Regions from separate parts of the Gossypium hirsutum genome. Here region 1 is linked to region 2. Evidence: chromatin contacts called from public Hi-C data. All regions are on one chromosome and are shown on one strand. The core of a region is the stretch at or near the end of the contact, and the rest is flanking DNA. Distances in the headings are between cores, read along the strand shown. Region 1 holds the start of LOC107939038 (far upstream element-binding protein 2). Region 2 holds the start of LOC107895048 (type II inositol polyphosphate 5-phosphatase 15).

Evidence for each region. Hi-C and Micro-C count contacts between places; a contact is called where the count stands out from the background.
Region 1: a contact with region 2 is called in a Hi-C map of leaf, with 1.9 times the contacts expected there. The contact joins the promoter of LOC107939038 here to the promoter of LOC107895048 in region 2. A contact is called at or near these places in 2 of 34 Hi-C or Micro-C datasets (both in leaf).

Annotation. Positions count from the first base shown.
Region 1 is chrA13:81,892,601-81,896,409 of Gossypium_hirsutum_v2.1, forward strand. It overlaps LOC107939038 (far upstream element-binding protein 2), which reads left to right and starts at 2,244. Exons shown (of 7, transcript XM_016872324.2): 1 at 2,244-2,593; 2 at 3,049-3,404. The coding sequence starts at 2,380.
Region 2 is chrA13:81,231,302-81,235,175 of Gossypium_hirsutum_v2.1, forward strand. It overlaps LOC107895048 (type II inositol polyphosphate 5-phosphatase 15), which reads left to right and starts at 1,448. Exons shown (of 10, transcript XM_016820243.2): 1 at 1,448-2,305; 2 at 2,816-3,068; 3 at 3,839-3,874. The coding sequence starts at 1,648.

The DNA.
Region 1 (3,809 bases), core at 994-3,493, 660 kb after region 2:
ATAAGGCCATACTTGTGGCAAAAAGCTACACAAAAAAAGGTATTGATTACGAGGAAACCTTCTCTCCAGTAGCGATGGTCAAGTCGATTCGCTTTGTTTATCCATTGCGATAGCTCTCGATTATGAGACCTGAAAAATGGATGTCAAGACAGTGTTTCTAAATGGCTATCTTGAAGAAATCATCTACATGGTGCAACCTACCTAATATATAGCTTAAGGAAATGAGCATAAAGTTTGCAAATGTAACACCCCTCACCTAAGTTAAATCGATAACTAGAGCAATATGTGTCATATTTAGTCATTAAGTTGCTAAATTAACCAAGTCACTAAGCTAACATAATATTAAAAAATTTATCAAGTATTTCCACTAGGACGCACATACAAATACCATATTTAAACTTAAGTACATGCCATTCTAAAGTCCAAAATTTTTATACCAAAACTTGTCCTTGGAGATTGCTGAGTGATGTGATCCAAATTGAAGTTACAATCCTTGATTCATTTTTAACTTTATCTTTTACCTGCACGTTTTAAAAATAAATGTGTTCAACTACATGAATAACTTAGTAAGTACTCAATTGAATTCAATCTTACCATTTTTATATATTTACAATTTAATTATTTTTTAATAATAACATTTATTCATACAGTTTCTTTCACTAACATACTTAAACTTTTAATTTATTTCCAAAACATAAAATCATTTAAATTAACTTGATAACTTATAGTTTTTACTTTAGCACATATAGTTACTAATCAACTTTCACATTCACATATCAAAATCTTTTTTATGATTTCACAAACATAACATAAAAACTTAATTCGCATATTTCATTTAACATTTAATTCACATCTATAGTACTATATCGATACCAAATCATTTGATTTCCTATGAATTACTTATTGTATCAATACCAAATCGACCTTCCTATATGTTGTACAATCACATTACTTAGACTATCTATTAAATTACATAATGTTATTACAAATATAAGACATTTAGGCTATAAACATTGATTTCATGGTTTAGGGTTCTACTTACCTTCTGGCTAGTGGGAAGCTAAAAGGTTTAGATGGTAGAAGTCTATGAGCAAAAGTTGATACTACTTCCACAATTGTAAAATCACAAGGCATCCATTCACTTCCTTACTCCGCACTTTACACCTCTTGCACAATGCTTTATATAGGTAAAATGGCAGGGTCCCAACTATATGTACCAACAATTTAAAAGTTAGATAAAAATGGGAAGTACAAGGTATGAACTAAGTTGCCAGGATTTTCTATCATCAACACACCTCCGATTAGGTGAAGAATGTATGCTCGAGCATGGCAATCGATCTAAATGGATGTTGAATTCCCTAGGAGATTCCTAAGTCACTTCTTCAACTAATCTAACTTCACTTGGTGCCATTTGAAATCCACCGAAAGGTTTGTATCAGTTCTGAACTTTGCATAAAGGTTATCTTGTAGATTAAATTCAAAGCTTCCCATCACAATATGCTCGTCTTCTAGAAGCCTTGTTAGCAATGCTACATCTTCCAGTTTTATTATCGCCTAGCCGTATAAGGGATGAAACATATGGGTCTTCGGTCTCCATCGTTTAATCAGAGTGGATAAGAATGACAAAATGTAAGTAACTCTCTCAATTTGACTTGTGTGATAGAAATCAATGCCCCTTAATTAAAGCAGGATTCTCTCGTCAAGTGGACCTATACTCATATTGTTGCGAAGCTAAGTAATACAAGAATACTCTAATGTAACTACACTTTGGGCTACATGTCCTTCAAATCTCAATAAGTTGGCAACCATTATGTAGGATATACTGTAAAGAACAAACATCATAACTTATTTTTGTTTATTGCAAAAAATTAACAAATTTATTTGCCTATTTATAGCTTCTTAAATTAGGGATTCACAAAAAAATTTAGTAAAAAATGACAGGTGTTGATTTTTAATTATTTTCTATTATTATTTATTTAAATTACTAAAGAAAACTTCTTCCTTTTTAAAAAATAGTTTATTTTTTAAAATTTAAAAAACAGATAAATAAAAACAAAAATAATTTAAATTTAAATATAAAAAATCCAATTTTGGGAAATAAAGAAAAACAAAAATATTTTCTCACACCTAAAGATTTTTTTTTTCAAGAAAATAAAAAGAAGACTGGAGAGTGGGCCAAAGAAATAAAAGAAATTGCGAAATGTGAAATGTGATATTTTGCAGCTATAAATTGGCCTTAAACCCTAATGTAATACATGACATACAAACACGATCTTTTATCTCTTACACACTAGCATCCTCATCCAACACTTCCATTTCTTCGCTATTTCTGCTCTTTTCTCCAAACCCTAGATTACTTCTCCTTTTCCGTACATTTTGATGGCGGAGGAAGAGGCCGTAGCCCCTGCACCCAGCCCCGTCCCTTCCGATCTTAAGCGAAAACTCGAGGATGTTGAGCCCCACGACCCCCATGCCGACAACATGCCTCGGGACTCTGCTTTAGACCCTGATGCCCAAGATAACGATGCTGCACCATCTGATTTGTCCGAGGCAAAACGCCCTAGGCTCGACGACGATAAAACCGATGGCTTGGGTAATGAACATGTTCCCTTTTTTTGGGGTTTATGTACTATATTAGGAAATGATTTGAGGGCTTAAATGATTGTAGCTTTAGGGTTAATTGAAACTTTTCTATGGTAAAACAGCTTTTTTGGAAAACTGAAGATGTTCAGGAATTGCGAGTTTTATGTGCTAGGTGAATACGAAGTGAGAAGATTAAGGCTCCGCTTGGTTGTTACTTTACTAATTTTTCTTTTTCTATCATTTATTTTTACATGTTTAAAAATTGCTAAAATCAAGAGCCAATATTTGATGGAGCCTATGAGTGAACACCTTGTTTTTTTTTTCCCTTTCCAATTTTGTGCAGAAAGCAAAAACAAATAGCAACAGTGATATCAAAACAAAACATGGTTTATGGCTAGTTCATATTTTTATTGCTTTGCATATCTAACTATTCTGATTCCATGGTCTTTATGCTTAAAATAACAGCCAGTGAGAATGGATTTGAAGCTGAGAAATCGCATGAACCTGCCAAGGAGGAAGAGGAGGGTTTGCAGCAAAATGAGCTTAACAAGCAAGCAGAGGATGGTGATTCTCCTGCAAAGGAGGCTGAAGAAACTGTAAAACCTGAGCAATATGAAGGAACTGCAGAGGAAACAGATGGGCAGTCTGCAGATAATCCTGAAACTGCTGATGCTGAGTTAGGTAAAGTTGAGAGTTTTGAGGCAGATAACGGTCAAGAACCTGCTAAAGAGGATAATAAGCAACCTTCTGATGACTTGCCTCAGCAGGAGGTTGATGATGGTACAACTATTACGCGCAAAATGGAGGTTCCTAATGCGAAGGTATGCTGGCCAAAATTTTAGGCTGTCTCATTGTAAATTGTTTGAACTGGGTGTAAACTGAAGTTGATTTTTTCGTAGTTACTTCAACAAACATTTCAACAATCCCTTTTTGCACTATAATCTGTTTGGTCCCGTGTCAAATAGACAATCCTTTTTTAAATTTTTTTTCCCAATAATGTAGGTCTTTTTATTCTTCTCTCTTAAGGTGGATGTCATCTATTAAATTACATTTTTTAATAAAAATCCCCTCATTATGTGTCTAAACTACCTTTAATGTTTTATCTGCATTTATTGTTCTTTCTTTGGTGACGTCTACCTTTTTCAGTGTACACACATTCCAAAAATATCTTGTAATCCAAGCAATGCCTTACTCCCTCTTCATAATTGCGGAACATGTTGTTCTGT
Region 2 (3,874 bases), core at 198-2,697:
TCCTATATTATTCTTAAAATTGTTGAACAATACAAAACACTAACTTTGCAAAAGAAACAATGGGGGAGATTTAGATTAATTAAAGGGTAAATTATACCATTAGTCATTAAATTATGAGTACGATTTTGTTTTGATCAGTTAATTAAAAAAAGTTACACTTCGGTCACTTAGTTTTCTAAAATTATTTATTGTGGTTACTCAGTAGTTAAGTGGAACTTTTTTAGTTGGTATAATAATAATTCTAGTCCTTAACTTTTATATTTTTTTGTCAATTTGACCCTAGTTCTATATAAAAATTATAAAAAAAACTTAAAATTATTTTAAAAATAGAAAATTCTATATAAAAATTATAGATAAATAAAATCTATAAAATATTATTGTTGAAAAACTAATATATATGGGAAATAAAAAAACAAAAAAAAAACTTATCATTCAATAGAATCCAATAACAAATAAAAACAAAACACAACAAAAAAGTTAAATCATTACATGTTTCCTCAATATTTCTCGAAACCAAATTAATAACATCTTCTAATCAAGTTCCATGCATACAATTTTTTTAGCAAAAAAAATATAAAATATACTATAAAATTTTCTTTTTTCAGACTCAATTCAAAATTTTAATTCATTTAAATTACTTTTCAAAACCCAAACTATAAATAAAAATTATATTCTATTTTTTTAAAAAAAAGTCATGGTAAGAAACAAAAGAGGTAAAAAAAGAAGAAGCAATAATTTGTCTTTTTTTTTTTCTATTTTTTAAAAATGGGTATTGTATTTGGAGGGTTTAAAAACAAATTTATCTCATTTTCTCACTTTATCAATTTAAAAAAAATTTATTTACTTTAATTTTAAATTTTAGAATTTTCTAATTTTTTTAAAAGAATTTCAAATTTTATTATTTTATATATAATCAAAGTTAAATTGATAGAAAGTATAAAAATTAAGTACTAAAATTAGTATTATTCAAACTAAAAAAGTGTCACTTAAAAGAAGGAAAATTAAAAAAAAAACTATTTCAAAAAATTTAATAATTAAATTATAATTTTTTTAATTAAATAATTAAAACAAAAATTTATTTATAATTTATTAACTAATGATGTAGTTTACCCTTACCAAAAAAATGGTTACATTTCATTGTTTTTATATAAACATAAGAAACCTATTTTGGTGAAATGGTTTTCTGGTCAACCTCGCCTGACAACACATCTTCAACAATATTTAGTCGGTGGCATGTTTTTCATTCTTTTAACAATTTAATTATTTTCATTTATATTTTAAGAATTGGTTTTTTTTTTTTGGAATTAATTGGACGACATGTTTTGTGTAAGGTCTAATTTGAAGTTCATTCCCTGTTTTATGAAAACTAAGAATGAGCCTCTCTATTTTAATTTATTAAAATTCAATCCTCATATGTATAAAAAGTACAAAAAGAATCCAACTGAGGGAGGGAGGGAGGGATGAAATTGAGAATAGAGGTGTTGTAAACTTTTAATTTATCGGAAGGAAAAACTTTAATTGTAGTTACGTTACTGCGGGGTATGCGGCTGAAAGCGTGAATAACTAGCTAAATGTCGCTCCAGAGTCAAATTTCCTCCTCACTTATTCATTCTCTAACCAATAACACACTAGGTTCTACATCCCGACATGGACGCCAACGACGACGTTCCCGATCTTAGTCCCAGAATCTTCGACCGTTACGCGTCCTCTTCCGACGATGATTCGCATCCCTCTTACCCTTCCCTCCACTCCACCAACCGACGCCTCGACTACATGATCCAATTCCTTGACCGCAATCTTCTACCGCAAAACACCTCTCGTCCCAAACCCTCCCTACCTGAGTTTGTGGCTAAAGGCGGTGGCCAAGGCATTTTCACCCTGCCTGATCGCAAACCCCTCCACCCTAATCGCCCTCCCTACCTCCAGCTTCGACCACATCCCCTCAGGGAGACCCAATTCGGCCGCTTCTTGAAAACGATTGCCTCTACCGACGGGCAGCTTTGGGCCGGCAGCGAGAGCGGCGCTGTCAGGGTTTGGGAATTGAAAGATTTATACGAGGAAGGGGAGGAGGAGGAGGCTGCGCCGTTTAGGGAGTCGTCGGCGATATTATCGAATGGGAACGGGAATGGGAATGCGGCGGTGATGTGTATGGTGGGGGATGAGGGGAATGGAGTTGTCTGGAGTGGGCATAAGGATGGAAAGATCAGAGGCTGGAAGATGGATTGTGAGAGTGGTGGGTTTAAGGAAGGGTGGTGTTGGCAGGCTCATCGCGGCCCCGTGCTTTCCGTTGTTTTCACTTGTTATGGTCTGTTTTCCCTTTTGCTTTTCTCTACTTATGCTTTTGGTTTTCTCCCTATTAATGTGGATCCACTGCCAGAACATTTACAAGAAATTAATAGATTACTTGTAATAGTAATAATGAGAACTCTCAATCTAACCTCTATTGAATGTGTTACGTGCAATTTTGATGGACGGTTGATTAATAATAGATTAGCATATTTTTAGATTTTGAAAGTTTTAATTATCACCACCTTGCCTCTGAAAAGCCAAGGAGCAAACACATAGCCTGGCATGGATCTAGAAATTTTTAGTTAAAAAACTCCATCCTCCATAAACTGTTTATTCTTAAAACTGAAATTCGTCTCTAATAAATACATGTCAAGAAGAGCAAAATGTATCTTCAAGAACTATTTATGCATCCCTACTCAAAGTTTCCTGTTACAATTGCTTGCTCGCGTCCAGTGGTAAGAATGATGATCTCTTTTGACATAATCTTATTTGCTTTAATTTTTGTTTTTGTTTTACTTTGATTCAGGGGATTTGTGGTCTGGTTCAGAAGGGGGTAATATCAGGATTTGGCCATGGGAATCTATTAACAATGCGCTCTCTCTGTCAATGGAAGAACGGCATATGGCTTCTTCGTTAATGGGGAAATCATTTATTGACCTTAGGAGTCAAGTCGCTGTAAATGGCTTCAGTTCTATATTAAATTCAGATATCAAGTGCCTTCTGTCTGATAATATTCGAGCTAAAGTATGGAGTTCTGGTTATCTTTCTTTTGCATTGTGGTATGTCTAGACCGTGGAAACTGCACCCTTAAAATTAACAAAGTTCTGTTGGCATATTGTTACATGTTCAGTTCCTCTTTGATAAATAATAAGCTATAAAGACCTTCCACATCTACCCCCTTATTGATAGTCTAGATCAGCTATGATGATCTTGTACCTCTTGCTAATACACTGTTCTTCTACGCACTGTAACCTGTCAGTTTCTAAATATTTCTACAAGACATCATCATTCCTTTATCACAGTTCTTGGACAGAGGCCCTTGCCATTTAAGATTTGTAATAAAATAAAAAGTCAACTATTACAAATAGGATCTCACTTTGAAATCTAATTTATTTGCTCTGTGCATGAAAGGAGATAATTGTATAATTTTTTTTGTGAAAAATGTGACACTGAAAGCTTTTTACATGTAAAATTGTTAAAACTTGTCATTTTCTGTCCAAATATGGGATTTTTGAAATTATAAGTAATAGATCAATCTGATTTTACCCCAGATGTTGGCTCTATTTCTGTTCCTGTTTATAGGTTAGAAGGATATAGAGATTCTTAATGCATTTTTGTTTATTTTTGAGATATTTGAGGTTGCAAAATCAAGAATGTGGATCTTAATTAACTTCTTGCACAATTAGAATTTCTAGTTACTTTACTTGTATTAATTTAGCTCCAATTTGAATTTAGATCATCTTATCTTACACCGCTCTTGTAAAAGATTTCTTTTTTTGTCTCCTTTCTGTTACTTTTGTTAGGTTTTCTCAGAATTTCAAAATTTCAGGGATGCTCGGACGAGGGAGTTACTCAAAGTTTTCAA